Regions from separate parts of the Hordeum vulgare genome. Here region 2 is linked to region 1. Evidence: chromatin contacts called from public Hi-C data. All regions are on one chromosome and are shown on one strand. The core of a region is the stretch at or near the end of the contact, and the rest is flanking DNA. Distances in the headings are between cores, read along the strand shown.

What was found. A called contact is a pair of places that touch in the nucleus more often than the background predicts.
Region 2: a Hi-C map of seedling shows a contact between it and region 1, with 5 times the contacts expected there. The contact joins the promoter of LOC123426411 here to the promoter of LOC123407758 in region 1. A contact is called at or near these places in 3 of 6 Hi-C or Micro-C datasets (leaf and seedling) and 1 of 1 datasets of contacts at active chromatin or transcription factors (embryo).

The regions. Positions count from the first base shown.
Region 1 is chr1H:103,564,414-103,570,224 of MorexV3_pseudomolecules_assembly, reverse strand. It overlaps LOC123407758 (fasciclin-like arabinogalactan protein 11), which reads right to left and starts at 2,615. Exons shown (of 1, transcript XM_045100962.1): 1 at 1,615-2,615. The coding sequence starts at 2,586. The coding sequence ends at 1,801. It overlaps LOC123426405 (probable E3 ubiquitin-protein ligase RHG1A), which reads right to left. Exons shown (of 7, transcript XM_045110240.1): 3 at 5,706-5,811; 4 at 4,789-5,243; 5 at 4,613-4,711; 6 at 4,373-4,519; 7 at 3,937-4,264. The coding sequence ends at 4,127.
Region 2 is chr1H:103,821,153-103,826,963 of MorexV3_pseudomolecules_assembly, reverse strand. LOC123426411 (PHD finger protein ALFIN-LIKE 1) reads right to left here and starts at 2,093. Exons shown (of 5, transcript XM_045110250.1): 1 at 1,728-2,093; 2 at 1,618-1,650; 3 at 1,294-1,516. The coding sequence starts at 1,851.

The DNA.
Region 1 (5,811 bases), core at 1,366-3,865:
TTCCACATCCGCTTCTCTCATATACGAACCCTCAAAACCATACAACCCATGCAACGCTACGTAAAAATAGATCAACACAAAGTTCATTGGATTGGCCGAACAAAAGGAGCATAGTTCATCGGAGTTCATCGGCAAATCCTAACTATGAACTAGCTAAACATAGGTAAAATATAAACGGAGACAGGGATAGTCACCACTTCCTCGCCTCCCTTTGCCCTTCTGGTCGCCGACGTAATTGTAGGAGTCGGCGGCTAGTGGAGAATCGGCCAGTTGTCGGACGAGGAGCCCTTTTAGCCGCTGGACCTCCCTGTCCTGCTCCCGCTTGAACTTGGGGAGCCAAGCCGCCTTCGCCGCTACCTTCGCCGCCTTGCGCTCCGACTGCTCAATGGCAATCCGGAGCACCTTCGCGTTCTTCCGTCAGAGCCGTCACACGTCCGTCTCCACGGTCGTAAGCGACCGACGGTAGACCCATTCGAGGAGCCACGCGTCCTCATCGGGCTCCGCCTCCATCCCACGACGGCAGCGCATGGATTGCTCTGCCTCTGACCTCTCCCTTTGTCGTTGCCACTCAGGGCGTGCAACACACGCCTCTGATTCCGACGTGTGTGTCCAGACCGGCGCGGCGGGCACAAGCACACACCACTGCCCACGTGGGGGATCAATAGCCGACGGGGCCACGGGACAGTGCAGGGGAGGCGCGGATTGCGCAGGCCGACTTCCGGAGCTACACATGGATCGGGTGGGGCCAGCGCCGACGTCCGAGCTGCGTCAGAGGGGAAGCGGCGAGGCTGCCGATCCGAAGCTGCCCCGGCCCGGTCTCCACCTTGGACCGCTCCAAGGCGATGCGAAGGTCAAGCTCATACTCCGGATCCAGGTTGTCGTCGGAGCGGCTGCCAGAGCTCGGCATTAGACAGATTTGATAGGATTCGATGCACGGAGAGGAGAGGACGGAGCGAGATAGGAGAGTGAGTGAGCTAGGGTTTCGAAGCGATGAGTCAGATGCATCTTTTGTGGGACAGCCGTGTGGTCGTGGGTGGGCCGAGCCTGTCAGGATGGTGTGCCCGGGCTCCCCATATCCTTCTCATATTTGTGCTGGATATGAGGGATGTCGGTCAGCCCGGTCATTTGAGGTCTGTTTAGGCGACCCTCTGGATCACTTTTTAATGATCGGGCACTAACCGGACGGGTTGCCCGGGCGTTTGAGACGGATATAATGGGTCCGGCTGTGGATGCTCTTACCACCTAAAAATTGCCATCAAAGACCGTTTGTTTGACATCCCTCTTTCAGCGAACGTTCGTCAATTAGTATATTTCCTAAAAGGAAAGCTTGGTTGCTATGCATGCACGGCGATGCACTCAATATTGCTACTTTGTCACATTGGTAAAATGCCGACTGAAACGTTATGAAGTGCACTAACCGGACAGGTTGCTCGAGCGTTTGAGACAGATATAAGGGGTCTGGCTGTGGATGCTCTTACCATCTAAAAAATGTCATCAAAAACCGTTTGTTTGACATCCCTTTTCCAACATTCGTCAATTAGTATATTTCCTAAAAGGAAAGCTCGGTTGCTATGCATGCACGGCGATGCACTCAATATTGCTACTTTGTCACAGTGGAAAAATACCGACCGAAACATTACGAAGCTTCAGAAAATACGACGATCATACAGAAAAACAACAACAAAGCGAAGAACAACACACCGAAACAAACCAAAGGATTCGAGCACCTCTCGTCTCTCGACGAAGAAAACGGAAAACATCCAATGCATGGCAACATCGTCCGCCATTCTTCCTCGATCGTCACATGCCACGCCACGCGGCCGCCACAGCGACGGCCAGCACGCAGAGACCGCCGCCAAGGCCCCGCATCTCCCGGGGCGCCGCCGCGGACGGGGTGGCCGTAACGGCCTCCGGCGAATCGGCCACCGCCACTGGCCCGGCCTTCTTCTTGTCCTTGTCCGACGCCGGTGACGGCGCGGGCGCAGGCACGGGCGGCCCGTAGAGCGCCCACGGAAGCAACACCTTGTCCACCTGGTACACCACCAGCCTGTCGCCGGTGTAGAGCGTGCCATCGACGGAGGCATTGACGACGCCGGTGGAGATGTTCACCCTCCCGCCGCCGTCGGACGTGACGTTGAGCGGGTACTTGCCCCTGCCGGTGTCGCCGGCCTGCGTCCGCAGCGGGTTGCTCACCGTGTCGAACTGCGCCATGGGGAGCAGCTGGGAGACCACGTGGAACTGCACCAGCGACGTCTTCTGTTGGTCGGAGAGGGAGTTGAGGGAGCCGGACTTGAGCGCGGTGAAGGCGTTGTCCGGCGGCGCGAAGACGGTGAGGCCGCCGCTGGACGAGGCCTTGCCCTTGAGCTGGGTGTCGATCTGCTCCTCCTCCTGTGTCGACTGCAGCAGCTGGAGGAACTTGGTGAACTGCCCGGCCTTGGTCAGCACCGCCTTGATCGTCTTCGGGGCAGCCGCCGCTGGAGCCGCCGCGGCCGCCACCGCCTGTCCACGAGCCGACGGAGCGGCTGCGGACAGAGAGAGGAGCACGAGGAGAAAGGTGGCCGTCATGGGTCGCATATGCGCCTCCATTGCTTTGTGCTGCTTGTTCTCTGTATGATGCTATACTTCGTGCTTGCTATGCTATATATATGTGTGCGGTGGTGCGATTGAGATGCAATTAATGGAAGTGGGATCCGCAGGTTAATCATGGAGACGCTGTACGTAAGGTGAGATGGAAGTAGATCGAGCCATCGAGGAATGGATGGAACATTAACAGGTGGATTGCCTAGGTTGCTTCATGGAGCAGCTAAGTGCTAATTAATTAATAGGGTTTTGATTAATCCGTCTGCTAATCTTCGTGTGGATGTAATATTCATAATTTGCACTCACTTAAAACTGCACATAGTAATACTGAAAGTGTGTAATTTCCAATTTCTATATCAATAGTATCATAAACAAGATAGGTTCGATCTGTTTCATCTCGCTCTCTATTGCTGCGTTTGGAAGTGCGGTGGATTCTCATAATCCCATTTGCTCCATCAGTCTTTTCGTATTTTAGTGTTTCTTTACCCATTTTTGCATACTTTTGTGTTGAATTTTTACTCTATTTCGATTATAAAGGCCAACGTTTGACGTGTTTTTTTAAGTGCTGGATGAGGTTCACAGAAAGTTGGATCAATTGGTCTAATGTAATTGTCAGCCATCCGGTCTAGTGTAATATGTCTATATACGTTAGTATATACTCCGTAATGAGATCTTTAAAAACTCTTATACTCGTTTTTTTTCAACTATAAGTATTTAGGTACAGAAAGAATACTTAGGAACGGAGGGAGTATAATGGTAATTAAGCATGGAAAATCATGCAAGATTCAACCCTGAAAAGATATATCAAGTGCGCACCATTCAGAATCAAGGGTTGGGATTTCATCTTCTCGTGGTTATAATTGAGGTGAATCCCTGAGGGGAAATAACGACTGCTTATCGCGGGACAGCGATCGATCCATCGTTGGCTGGAAGATCACACTCAGCCGTGCACCTCTAAGCTGTAAGGCGAGCAATTATCTCACGGCTCTCACGTGAGAGCATACATCCTTTGGGGCCGTCTGATCATACAGTATATGCTATGGCCATCACCACATGAGTTCACCACCTTGCAGATGATGCTAACACCGGACCCAACCATCCGGGTCAGGATGGTGGTGCATCCATCACCCATGCAAGGCATGAAGAAATTAGAAGCAAGCTACCCGATGAGCTCGGATGTAATATCACTGATTCCGAACACCCAACCGTCCCGTTTGCTAGCAGAGGCGAAGCTGGCAAGACAACAACCTCCTAATGGCCTGCTGCTCAATCATGAGAAGAAACTCTGAGATGTCAACAGCAAAAAAAAAAAAAGACATCTTGCGAGCAGGAAATTAATTACCGGGGATCGGAGGCTTTGGAAACTAATCGATAACTTGCTCAAAGATTCATACTTACATCGGGCACGATGTGTTTTGAGTTCACAAAACAATCCTAACTTTAGGACAAATTATTATTTACACAGCCAACTTGAGCAGCACAATGAGCAGATATAACTGAAATTCCTGAACTAGGATAAATATTGAGGGGCTCGCTATTTGGTCCCTCAGGTGGTTTCATTTGCGGCGTCGGCTTTACAAACCGGGCAGGCGTTCTTCACCTCCAGCCACTTCTTGATGCAGCCCGCGTGGAAGTCATGCCCACATTTCAGCTTCCCAAGGGAGTCCTTCTGCTTGTACTCCTCCTACAGCAAGCGTATGCAGATGAACAAACTTACCGAACCAGAAATACAGTGTATAAAAATTTGTTGCCAATTATGATACACATGAAACACATGCGAGTGTCGTCTTACCAGGCAAATTATGCATCTTTCATTGTTTTGATCATTCTGTGTACGGGCAGAACTATGACAGGCTAGCTCCATCACACATCCTGAGATTTTTTCATCAGCCAGGCCAGTGTTTACACTGCCTATTCGTTCTTCCAACGCCAGGAGCTCCTGTACGTGACAATATCAAAAATTTACATTTGTTCAAGATTATTTGATGCAGATCTAGGCGATAAGAAAAACCTAAATTAGTTTTCTCCCTACCTCATAGCTCATGTCATCAATGTCCAGTCTCATGTCCCAGTGAGGGTCTAATGCTTCTCTAGATTCGTGGATGACTAACTGGTCCAGCATCATAAAACGCTTCAAAGGGAGTGCAACTAAATTAGATACAAGTTCAAAATGTATAGGATGTTGGAAGAAAAAATAAACATGACTACCTCAGCTGCCGATCTTCCAAGGTTATTGTCCTCAATCATCAAAGGATGAAAACAATGATAGGAATCCCTCATCCTTCTACTCCTTGCACTACCACCATGCCCTACAGAGACGTGCCTTGGCTGTCTAAAAGATGCACCAGCTTCAGCATGTAATGGCTGGACACTTGATGATGCTGCAGAGGTAGCAGGAGGATAGCTGGGGATGGCAGGTTGATAGCGAGGGTTAGCAGGCTCACACCGAACTGCTCCAGAGATGGAAGAAGTTGTAAAAGCTGGCGGTGAGTAATTGTGGCCAGTGTTATGATGAACTGGTCTAGGAGTGTATCCAATGCGAGCAAATGGTGCACCGTCAGAAGAACCAGGAAGCGTTGGCACAGGGGCACTTATGTTGGTGCCCTGTGGAGCAGGATAGTATGGCCTCTCTCTGAATGCTATACCGGTGCTTCCATCTGTCCCTGGAGAATGATATAAAAAGTTCTTAGCTTCTTTGATGACAGTCTTTACTAGTGTCAAATTCGAAGAGAATGGGATATCACCAACCCATATTACAATTAAACTGGAATAGAGTAGATATTGAGTGGTGAAAGTCCTATGCTTGAAACTACTGGTATGACATAATAGTCATTAAGTAAAGACCCAAATATAATATCTTGAGAACTTAGCAATAAGCTCAGTGCTGTAGGGCCGCTGTGTACGCTCTAAGCTTCCCTGGGTTTGATCCCTGGGGATGAATAAATCAGTATTTCTCACCTCGAACTTAAGAATACATCGAACTATGACGTACCAAGAACTATGCTGTCCAAACATGTAAGATATGGTCATTTCTAGTGACTACTCAAAGTCTGTAGTAGAACATTATGGAAACAAATCAGATTAGAAGAACGGCTAGGGTTTGAACAGCAGAAATTGGAACTAACCTGGGGGGACAATTCTGGGAGGTAGAGATAAAGGAGCTCTTTCCCGTTGTACTGGTGCACTTCCAAAAGGAGCATTTGCATTTGGATGGTATGGTGGCACATGAAT
Region 2 (5,811 bases), core at 844-3,343, 260 kb before region 1:
GGCTGCTCCATTGCATCTATGGCATCACAAGATAAAGTCGCTTTCCTCTGTTTACTCATTTTTTTCCTAATCTTTGATTTGTTTCTAGTGCTGTTACTTGTATGAATGTATGAATGAGGCCATTCCCGAGCCTGAGCCATGGCGAGTAGTTGCGATATGTGACTGGAATATATATCTATGACTATGACATATACATGTTATATATTATATATGATGCCTTATAGTATCATTTTTTTATTTATTCATGATTTAAGAAAAACGCTAAATGGGGTTATAGCCTCTAATAGCTGCTGGATGGGCTGCCGCTAAATGGCATAGCCCGCTATTTAAAACATTGACTTTTATAGAGCCATGCCAACCACAGAGGAACAGAAAAAAACATGGATGTGATTTTCTTTCCACGCAAAAAAGACTAACATTGCATAAACCACACAATCCTCCATGTGGCTTAAGAAGAGAGTTTTTTGTTATTTACATGAATCTTCAAAACTTAATACCATACTAACCATCAAGGTTCAAAAAAGCGCTAGACGCGAATTCCTAGTTCTGCCTCTGAAAAGTGCTTGTCACACCTAAGCGTATGCATAGCACTAGCACGGTCAAGCGCTAGGCATTCTGCTTTCAAGCGTATGCCTAGGTGCAAACCATAGAGGGAAAGACAAAACACTTGGATGCGAATTCCTTTCCACACAAAATTAACTTTCTATACACCACATCATCCTCTGTTGACATTAGGCATGCTTGGAATTTTATATCACAATTACTATATAGGAAAAAAAAGGTGCCTCATTTCAGTGAGGTTACTACTCATCATGAGTTCATATAATCTTTCTCCACTTGACTACTTTCATTACTAAGATGGAGCATGCAGAGTTGCAGATAACATGATAGATTGGGCTATATCTCTTTCTCCATCAGATCACAGGATAACCACTACAGAAGACCCAAAAATTCCCCATGAAAATTCATAAGAAATCGTATCTAAACCAGACACCAGATTACTATTCACACCCACGTACATAACATGTTCGCAGGCACCTACATGCATAACATGCAAATTCCGGCTTTAACCTCAAATCCCAACAAGTTCCCCATAAGTCCCTTGATGCCCTGTTAATATATCCCCTTGTCTATACAGGACACCAACAAGTAATAACTTGCCTCTATGAGCTAATAATACTTTCGTAGACTGTCCGGATTTAGAATCTTAACATGAGTGCGTGACACTGGCACTGCAGCACAAAAGCATCACTCATCAAACCCAAAGGAACAGAGGGGGCATCATAATCATACCGGTCGTTGCGAGTGAGCCGCGCGGCATAGTAGAAGGCTACGGAGACAAGCCACGAATCGGAGTGGACGGCGACGAGCGCGAGCCAGTCGCTGCGCTTCATGCCGTCGCGCGCAAAGTTGATCCCGAGCGCCGGCTCCGGCAGCTCGGTGGGCACCTCCTCCGCGGGCAGCGCCACCTCCCACGCCTCGTTGGCGTACCCGTACAGGCACAAGTTCTCCTTCTCTGTCGAGACACGAAAGCACATCGCGATCTGAGGAGGGCAGCTCGTAGCCAATCGAATCGAAACTGTAGCAGAGAGGGGAGAGATCGCGTCGGGGCCTCACCTGGATCGCACTGCGCGTAGAACTCCTCGACGTCTGCGAAGGAAGGGGGGAAGGTTAGGACTAGGTTTGGGGTTTAGGCGGCGGGGAGGGAGTGGGTGGGGGGCGCGTACCGTGGGTGAGAGCGCGGTGGATGGCGTTGCGGCGGGCGCGGTAGTCCTTGAAGATGTCCTCGACAGTGCGGGGGGCTGAGCCGCCGCCGCCGCCCGCACCTGAACGGCGGTAGGAGGCGTCCATCGCGGGGACGGGGGCCGGCGCCTCTCGTGATCTCCGGCGAGGCGGGGGAGGCTGAGAGGAGATGACTGATCGCGATGCGGGAGACAGAGGCAGGCAAGTGAAGGGGAGTATACAGGGGTGGGGGTGATGACGCGAACGAAGGGGAGATGTGCAAGAATTTGCTCTTTTGCGTCTAGCTCCCTGCAGATATCCGAATCTCCGTATCAGGGGACCAAGGGCTCCGCTCCCGTGAAGGAAACGAAAAGGTCAACTTTGCAAACCATGAACCCTCGTCAAATTTCAATTTTTTTCTTCCCGAATACGCACAAGATAGAAGAAAGAGTGAAAAAAGTCATCCATGGTTTGAATACTATGCTAAATATGGCACACCACACCACTCTAATCCCTGGGATTAGAACCACACCTACTACACACGAGAATGGAATCGACATCCCCCGATACCTCCCGCGTCGCCTCGCCGAGCGAGGCGACCGGGACGGCCCCTTCCTCCCCCCGCCGCCAAACCTCCCCTCCCTACCTTTCTCTCGCCGCTACCGTCGACAGGCGTGGCCGGGCACTTGCCCGGACGGCGCCGTGAGGCCGGTGGTGGCGGTCCCTACCTTTTTCCCGCCGTGGTTCCCCACTCGGGGCGGCGTGCTCCGATGGCGGTGGTCCTCGGCGGGCGGTGCCCCGAGGAAGTTCGGGCGGCGGCACGGCCCTTTGGCGATGGGGCTTGGCTATCTGGGTCGGGGTGGGCCGGTTCGGTCTCCGGCGGGTCGTCTCCGGCTGGTGTGGCGCGATACGGACCATGGTGCGGTGGCTCCTGTGTTGCGTCTGCTGCAGCACGGCGGCGGGGGCTTAACGGGTCCGATCTGGGCCCGGCTGGGCAGGGGGGTCCGGCATGCCCCTGCTACTATGTCTGGTCTGCTACCGCTTGGGTCGGTGGAGGTGGTCCCCTCCCACGCGGTTGTGATACTGTCGGTCCTCATCTACGGTGGTTATGTCTTAGTCCAGCCAGCCTCGCTGCGTTTATTGTGGTGAGACGACAGTGGTGTCCTCGTGACTGCGGTGGCGCATGTTGGTGGGTGGTTGGCATGGTGGAGCTAAGGATTGGTTTCGGGCGGTGGGTGCTAGGGGTTGGAAGAAATCACTGTCAGATATGGTCGACACCGGTGCGATGACACCTATGGGCTCCCCTCCTTTCCTAAAGGGCGTTGGATGTACCTCTCCCTCACCCCCTCCGTGTGCCGGGAGAAATCATATGACTTGTCGAGGCAGTAGCGTCATAATCGACACAGTCCTTCTTGAAGGTGTTGCTTGGCACGTGGCAATCCGATGGCACCCAACTGTGATGGAATTGTTCGGTGGTCGCAAAAGTTGCGGGACACTACAACTTCCGTTGATCCGGTGTTGCTCGCATGTTTTCTCTTATTTTTCTTTTGTCTTTCTTTTGGGCATGATTGTGTTGTCTGCCCCAGCACCTATCGTTGATTGTATCGGTTGGTTGCTTTGTAATACAAAGCAGGGGAAACCCTTTTTCGTCAAACGAGAATGAGAGAACTCATCTCGCCCAATCTCCAGCCAAGAAGATGGCACAAAACCAATAGACCACGTCAATATCGTTGCATACAATATCCAAGCCACAACAACGACTACATAACTCACTATATGAAGGTATCTTCCATCACAGAGCATCTAGAGGAGTCACCATGTGGGTGGCATGACCTAGGCAGACTTGAAGAAGAAGATGTGTAGGATGCGCTAGCGATGGCATACATAGCGCTCTGAGGCCCCCATGTCCTGAGAGGAACTCACACTAAGAGTGAGTGATACGTCTCCAACGTATCTTTAATTTTTAATTGTTTCATGTTATTATATTATCATTCTAGGATACTTTTTAAGCATTTGTTTGTTGTTTTATATTATTTTTGAGCACTAACCTATTGACCCAGTGTCAAGTGTCAGCTGCTATTTTATGCATGTTTTTGACTTTTCGGGAATACTGTACCACACAAAGTCCAAATACCCCAAAACTTTTTGATATTTTTTGGACAAAAATAAGACCTGGAAGAGTGGAGGAGGATGGGAGGGCACTCGAGGTGCCCCAATCCAAGAAGGCGCGTTGGGGGGTGGTCGCGCCCTGATGGCTTGGGGCCACCCCAGCTCTCTTGGCCTTGATCTCTTTGCTGGATTATGATCCATATATGGCCCAGCCAATAACCAGTTTCAGAATTCTTGATAAATCCTAGAGGCCCACTATGCAAGGTTAGAGGTGGGACTAAAGTTTAGTCCCATGTTGCTAGTTTGGTAGGAGTTGGGTCTACTTATAAGGGAGGATGTTTCCCCACATGTATTAGCATGAGAACAAGAGAGACATGCATGCGCACTCCTCCTGTGCCGCCCGCCGCGCCATGCCGCGGGTTGTAGGAATGAGCCGAGCCAATGACTAAATTTTTGACATGCACGACTGGTATACGAAAGGTCGCTCGAGAGTTGAAAAGTTTTGTTGTAGTGGAGATTAAATACGAACATTGTACCCTTCGGTTGTTGCATGTTCGTTTCATCTTCCTCTTTTGCTTCGCCTCTCGTGTTGCATATTCCCTCCTTCTCTTGTGCCTATAAAAGGAAGGTTGATCCTTTCTAGAGAGACACATCAAAACATCATCTTCATCATGCCATTGAGTTCCAATCTCTGAGTTGCTGATAGGTTCTTCCTCATCCCAGCTTGTAGCGCGCACCACAGATCGGGACAGTAGGCCTCCAAAACCCTTCCACTTTGAGTATTGTGCGGGCTAAGGATGATAAGGTTTTTGGGGAGCGTTCTGCGCGACTACTGGCTTCTTCATCATGGACGCCACGGACGCCGGCGGTGACTTCTTTCCCAACATCGACAACATCTTCGACAACATGATCGGTGATGACGTCAACGCCAATCCCACTACTGCTGTTGTTGCAACTCGGTACGTGTGCGTGTTCCTTTTGTTTGAGTTCCTACCACAACTTCTTGTTCTAATTTCTGTTATAGATATTTTCGTTCATACTCACCACTTCAAATGATATTTGCATACTCTATGTACATTTGCATGACTTGTCTTATAACTGCTATAATATTCATGATTTATCTACTAGTTCTGTTAACAAAATCATATGGTAAATTGCTCATATATCCAACACTTTTCGCTATAAATTCACATATATCCACAAAACCCTCGAGAGCCTCTCAAAACAATTTTTCCGCCGTCGCAAACTTCTATTCCGCCGTGTGCCCATCTGGAGCCGTGTTCCGGTGCCCTGCTGGAGGGGGTTGAAAGAAAAATTGCTCCCTAAGGTGGTTTTGGTAATTAATAACAACATAGGTATCATTGAACTAATGATCTTATCCAAGTATATTTCAGAAAAGTTCAAAGATGCATTGGCTAAAGGATTGTGAGGAGAAATCCTTTGATGCAAGGAAAGGAATAGGATTGGCTTAAGCTTCAAGCAAGAGGAATCTACATTTTACATTTGTGAGAAATCACTTTTCAGTCCATAGGAAAGCCAATACTATTAAAACATGGTGAGGTATTATGATGAATTGGTTCCTCAAGTGCTTAGAGATAGCCACCAAAAATATTCAGTTGTTCTCCCACAAATATCTCTGTCCCAAGCCAAAATAGCAAAAACGGTGCCACCAAGTTTTCCCACTCGGCCCTACCGATTTTCCCAGTGAAAAATCCTTTGCCAAACCCTAATCTCTCGGTACCACCAACTTCCATATCGGTGCCACCGAAAGCATGTGACCAACTTTCTGTTGATTAGATTTCAAGAATCAGAATTTCTAAGTTTGAAATCGGTCTCGCCGAGATTTGGAAACTACCCTAGGTCATCGTATCAGTACCACCGAGATTCATATATCGGTCTCACTGAGAATTCAAAAGTTGCCACATTTAGTGCAACTCGGTACCACCGAGATTCATTTCGGTGTCACCGAGTTGGGCAATA